Regions from separate parts of the Mus musculus genome. Here region 2 is linked to region 1. A link is a contact called in public HiChIP or PLAC-seq data. All regions are on one chromosome and are shown on one strand. Each heading gives the region's core, a stretch centred on a gene start, on an enhancer-like site or on the middle of the called end of the contact. The rest is flanking DNA. Distances are from core to core; before and after follow the strand shown. Region 1 holds the start of Lurap1 (leucine rich adaptor protein 1). Region 2 overlaps Pik3r3 (phosphoinositide-3-kinase regulatory subunit 3).

Region 1 (2,919 bases), core at 379-2,878:
CATAATTCCAGCACTCAAGAGCCTGAGATAAGAGGAATATGAGTTTGGGGCCAGCCTGAGCTACACAGTAAGCCCACATCTCAAAAATAAAACAAAACAAAACACCTTAGTTTTCAAAGGACAAACTAGGTAAACTCTCTCTATGCCTTGAGCAATTTGTACAAAGAGACAAACCAGACCTCTTTAAGAGGAGAATACAGCCACAGCCCTGCTCAGCAGAATCTGGCACTCAGATACAACCTTCAAAGCCAAATGCACACTTGGCATTCAGATCCTGCCCTCAGCGATCCTCTCTGACCACTCAGCTCCGAAGGTTCTCTTAGCCTCTCTTACCATAGAATGAAAGCCCTGGACCTGCCTTCAAGGTCCCATGTCCTTCCTTCCACCCTTCCAGATCTGCTTGCCACAGGTTGTGCACACAGTGGGGCCCCAGGAAGACTTGTTAAGCCAGTGTGGGCTTCTGGTTCAGAGCCAGTGAGTAGCTGGCAGTTCCTCAGTTCTCCAGAACTGGCTGCAAAGTGGTGGCAGGTGTAATTCATCTCTTTCACCGGAACCAGGGCCCCAGGAGAGACCGCTGGGACCCGGCTGCCCATTTGGCTCAGAAACCAGACCAACAGCTACCAGAGAAGGGGGTGGGGAGGTGTGGCTGTTTCCTCCCCCTTTCTGCAAGAAGGTACAGAGACCCTGAGACTCTGTCTGAGACTGAGCCCCAGGTGAAGGACCAACTCGTACTGTGGTGCTACTGTGCCTCTATTAAGGTCTTCGAACGTCTAATACCGTGATGGTGGGATGCTTAGGAAAAGGACAGGTTTTTAGTGTGCCCCACCAGTGCAGGCAGTTTCCAGCAGGTATTACCTCACCAAAGCTCTTTTTTTTTTTTTTTCTGAATCCTGACACGAACACCCTAGGGCCTTAAGAACAAAACCTCTTCCCCTGTTTGCCAGAGAAGGGGGCAGAAAACGGTTGCCTTATAGTGGAGTCTGAAGAAATTGGTGGCCCCGGATGCCGATGGGAAGAATTTGCGCTGTACTAAGTTTTTTTTGTGTGCTACTTAGCCCTCGCCTCTCTCCTTCCGATTATTGGGCAGGGAAAACTTCCAAGAGATGTGCCTCCTACTCTCAGTTCTCAGGACCTATCAACCCTTCATTCACCCTTGGGAGACAAATAATGAGACGTCACTTCACTCTGCTTTCAACCCAGGATGTATGGATTGATCTTGGAAGGACCCTCTTCTCCAGCCCAACTCCGGGAACCTGCCCCTGCCCCTACAAATATCCCGTTCCCCGTGGCCTGTAGCACCCACACTCACCAGCTCCATCCTCAGCGCCATGATCTTGTCCCCTAGGCCGTGGCCGGTGCTGGGCGCCCCCGGGAGCAGCACGTCCCCAGAGGTTCCCAGCTCGCACTCGCCTCGAAGCCCGCGGAGCAGTCCTTCAGGGATCTTCCTGCCCACCTTGCCCTCCACGTCTCGCAAGTCCGGCGTCTGGGACTCCGCGGTCCCCTCCATGTGGGCCCAAGCCAGAACAGGACTGGGCGACCAGGGTCCGGTTCCCAAGGGTCCTCCCTTCTCTGCTACGAACGCGGAGCGAAACCCGTGGATCCCCGCCCGCCCCGCGCGGGGGGTGGGGTGGGGGAACAGGAGGAGGGCGCCGTAACGCTCAGAAAAGCCGCGCAGTTGGGGGAGCGAGGTACCGAGTGGTATGCACACAACTTCTAGCCCTGGAGGCGTTCGACTAGGTGATCCTGGATTTGGAACTGAAGACCTCAAAGAAAGCTCAGTGCCTTCTCCCTGTGTTGGCACCAACTAGACACGCAGCAGGAAGCTAATAAATATTTTCTGGATGAAAAGTAGCCCCAATCGAGGTAACACGGCTGCAGAGGTTTTGGAAGGCTTTCTGCTCAGGAGCTGTGCCTGTTACAGGGGCTAGAATACAGCCACTCAGTTCACAGACACCTCCCAGCATCTAGAAATCAGCTGAAAGAGTAATAGAAGGGCAATCCCCCTGGCCAGTGAGAAACAACCATTATTAAAATTGAAGGAATCCACAAATCTTGATGTTCATCTTACATGGGCTAACAAAAGAGGTGCTTCCTAAGACTGACTGTAAATATGGGTACTCTGAAAACCCTGGCAAGTTAGAGCCTGAGGTCCTGCATTGGCTTTTGTTTTGTTTTACCAAGATAGGGTTTTTCTGTGTAGCCCTAGAACCCACTGTAGACCAGGCTGTCCTGGAACTAAGAGATCCTCCTGCCTCTACTGGGGTTAAAGGCAGGTGCCACCACAGTCTGGCTTTTCTTTTTTTACAGAGAGGGTCTCACTGTGTGGTCCATAGCCTAGAACTTGCTATGTAGAGTGGACCGGCTTTGAACTCACAGAAATCCACCTGCCACTGCCTTACCAGGAATTAAAATCTTTTTTAAAGATTAATTTTAAAGATAATTTTCTATCTTAATTACAAGTATTTTAAAAGTATGTTCATGTAGGGATATGTACACATGAGTACAGGTGTCTAGAGGCCACAGAAGGGCAACAGATCCCTAGAAGCTGGACTTAGAGTTGTGAACTATGTAACATGGGTGCTAGGACTGAACTCGGGTCCTCTCTAAGAGTCGTATGTGCTCTTACCTGCTGAGCCATCTCTAGCCCCAGCCCCAGCCCCAGCCCCAGCCCCAGACCTGAGAGTCTGCATTTTTTTTAAAGATTTATTTATTTATTATATGTGTGTATGCTGTAGCTGTCTTCAGACACTCCAGAAGAGGGAGGGCATCAGATTTTTGTTACGGATGGTTGTGAGCCACCATGTGGTTGCTGGGATTTGAACTCGGGACCTTTGGAAGAGCTGATGGTGCTCTTAACCGCTGAGCTATCTCATCAGCCTGAGTCTGCATTTCTAAGAAGCTATAGGGGGATAGCCATGC
Region 2 (2,843 bases), core at 110-2,609, 100 kb after region 1:
TATGGCTTTAGGTATTCATTTGAGATCTTGGAGTATATCTTCCTGGGATCAGATTAGAGTGACCATTGGCCACTCTGTGGGATGGAAAGGTCACTGCTTAGAGGCATGTGGATAAATTGCTAACAAAATAGTAATCTCAGTTACCATTAGAAACTATAAATTGGAAGTGGCATGATTTTCTAAACTGTTGTAATTTCCTTCAGGAGAATTCAGAAGCTGTGGCATAGTAATAATAGAAACAGGGTTTTGGGGTTTTCCCCACAGTGGAGTGACAAAAGAACAGGGAGCTTGCTAGTGAATTCCAGGCCAGCCTGGCCTATAGAATGAGTTCCAGGATAGCCAGGGCTACATAGAGAAGCCCTGTCTCAAAAAAAAAAAAACCAAAATAAATAAATAATTGAATAAATAAATAGGAAAGCCTCAGAGAAAACTCTTGTTAGCCTTCATTCATATATATATATATATATATATATATATATATATATATATATATATATACATACATATACATATATATGTATATTTTAAAATTATTTTTAAGCTATACATGAAAACTGTATACATATGTTGGATACCATATGATATCTATCTTAATGCTTAGATCAGGTTAAAGAGATTTATGTTAAAAAAAAAATCTCTCTACCTTTTCCAGCCCATGGTCTTGAGCATGACAGGCAAGTAAGTACTCTACCATTGAGCTTCATCTCCAACCCGCCATCTCCCACTTTTTTTTAGATATTTTCTTCATTTACAATTCAAATGCTATCCCAAAAGTCCCCCATACCCTCGCCCACCCACTCTCCTACCCACCTACTCCCACTTCTTGGCCCTGGCGTTCCCCTGTACTGAGGCATATAAAGTTTGCAAGACCAAGGGCCATCTTTTGATACATATGCAGCTAGAGACACAAACTCTGGGGGTACTGGTTAGTTCATATTGTTGTTCCACCTATAGGGTTGCAGATCCCTTTAGCTCCTTGGGTACTTTCCCTAACTCCTCCATTGGGGGCCCTGTGATCCATCCAATAGCTGACTGTGAGCATCCACTTCTGTGTTTGCCAGGCACTTTTTTTTCTTTAAAGATTATTTATTATTATATGTAAGTACACTGTAATTGTCTCTAGGCACCCCAGAAGAGGGCGCCAGATCTCATTACGGATGGTTGTGAGCCACCATGTGGTTGCTGGAGTTGGAACTCAGTTAAGAGCAGTCAGTGCTCATAACTGCTGAGCCATCTCTCCAGCCCCCGATTTTGTTTTGTTTTGTTTTTGTTTTTGTTTTTGTTTGTAGAAAGGATCTCTACATAGCTCAGGGTGACCCTGCATTTGAGATCCTGCTTCCTTGCCTCTCAAGTGGAAGGACTGTAGATCAACATCTTACTATTTTACATGTATATGAAATCATTCTGCATTTGTCTTTCTGTGTCTTGCTTATTTCACATTTTTCTATTTTCATGCCATGAATCATAGTGTTTCTCTGTGTAGCTTTGGCTGTCTTGGAACTTGCTCTGTAAACCGGGTTGGCTTTGAACTCACAGGGATTTGCCCGCCTCCGCCTCCTGAATGCTGGGATTAAAGGTGCACTCCACCACTGCCCAGCACCCTCTACACATTTTTAAAGATTAAAAAATTGTTTAGATTTATTTTTTCTCTTTTATGTATATGGTGTTTTGCCTTGTGTTTAGAGTAGCTAGAAGAGAGCATTGCATTCTCTGCACCTGGAGTTACAGAGCCACCATGTGCATGCTGGGGATTGAACTGGGTGCAGAGTCCTCTAAAAGAGTAACAAATACTCTTAACTGCTAAGAAAATTGCTCCAGCTCTCAAAAACAAGGTAGTAGTTTTATTTTAAATTGTGTGTGTGTGTGTGTTTGTGTGTATATGTCAAAATGACCTTGGAGTACTTGGTGTGGTTGTTGAGAATCCAGTCCTCTGTAAGAGCACCACGCACTCCTAACTGCAGGCCTATCCCTCCTTCTCCCCCAACTTATATTTGAGACAGGGTCTCACTGTGTCTCCTCACAGTCCTGAAACTCACTATGTAGACTAGTCTAGCCTCAAACTTAGAGGGCTCTGACTACCTCTGCCTCCTTAAAGCTGAGATGAAAGGCATGCACCACCATGCCTGATGCCCACCCCCTTTTAATGGCCAAACAATATTTTATTTTACATAATGCCATGCTTTATCTATTTGTGAATTGATTTATATTTAGATTGTATTTCTTATGAATAAATGCTATGAGAAGCCGGGTAGTGGTGGTGCATGCCTTTAATCCCAGCACTTAGGAGGCAGAGGCAGGCAGATTTCCAAGTTCGGAATTCCAAACTACAGAGTGAGTTCCAGGACAGCCAGGGCTATACAGAGAAAACCCTGTCTCAAAAAACCAAAAAAAAAAAAAAAAAAAAAAAAAAAAGCTATGACAAACACAAGGGTACAGTATTCTTCTTAACACTTGATTTCATGAAAATAGAGTAGAATTGTTAGATCATATCATTCTGCTTTTGGTTTTTGACTATTGGGTCATATGGTTATTCTTTCTTTTTTCTTAACTACCATAATTTTGCAAACAGTTGTTATCTTTATTGATTTTTATTTTACGTGGGTATTTTGCTTATATGTTTGTCTTTGCTTTGCACATGCTTTCATGAAGGCCAGAAGGGGGTGTTGGATTCTCTGAAATTGGAGTAACAGTTGTTAGCTGCCATGTGGAACACTTGTTATCCTTTGTCATGCTTGCCCACCTTTGGTGTTGGCGATTGACCCAAGGCTTCATACAAACTAGGCAAGTGCAACCAAAACTACTACAACCAAAATCCCCAGATTGTTGTTGTTTGGTTTTTTAGA

The links. HiChIP or PLAC-seq counts read pairs in DNA pulled down with a chosen protein or histone mark.
Region 2: a contact with region 1 is called in an H3K4me3 HiChIP or PLAC-seq map of bone marrow-derived macrophages, with 3 times the contacts expected there. The contact joins the enhancer-like site here to the promoter of Lurap1 in region 1. A contact is called at or near these places in 6 of 39 promoter capture datasets (the C10 cell line, cranial neural crest, embryonic stem cells and 2 more), 3 of 15 datasets of contacts at CTCF or cohesin (CD8 T cells, the NIH/3T3 cell line and large pre-B cells), 4 of 484 Hi-C or Micro-C datasets (the CH12 cell line, LSK cells and embryonic stem cells), 8 of 115 datasets of contacts at active chromatin or transcription factors (CD4 single positive thymocytes, the SCID.adh cell line, bone marrow-derived macrophages and 3 more) and 3 of 9 other capture datasets (adipose tissue, liver and pancreatic islet).

Annotation. Positions count from the first base shown.
Region 1 is chr4:116,142,988-116,145,906 of GRCm38.p6, forward strand. It overlaps Lurap1 (leucine rich adaptor protein 1), which reads right to left and starts at 1,629. Exons shown (of 2, transcript NM_026547.1): 1 at 1,310-1,629. The coding sequence starts at 1,507.
Region 2 is chr4:116,244,977-116,247,819 of GRCm38.p6, forward strand. All of the region lies in intron 1 of Pik3r3 (phosphoinositide-3-kinase regulatory subunit 3), which reads left to right. Among named protein-coding and RNA genes, the nearest start is that of Pik3r3, 25 kb to the left of the region's middle. Within about 2 kb of position 1,360, at least 3 of the 459 cell types and tissues checked have an H3K27ac peak or open chromatin away from gene starts, as enhancers often do. A contact at or near this core is called in the SCID.adh cell line and bone marrow-derived macrophages, where this site is marked.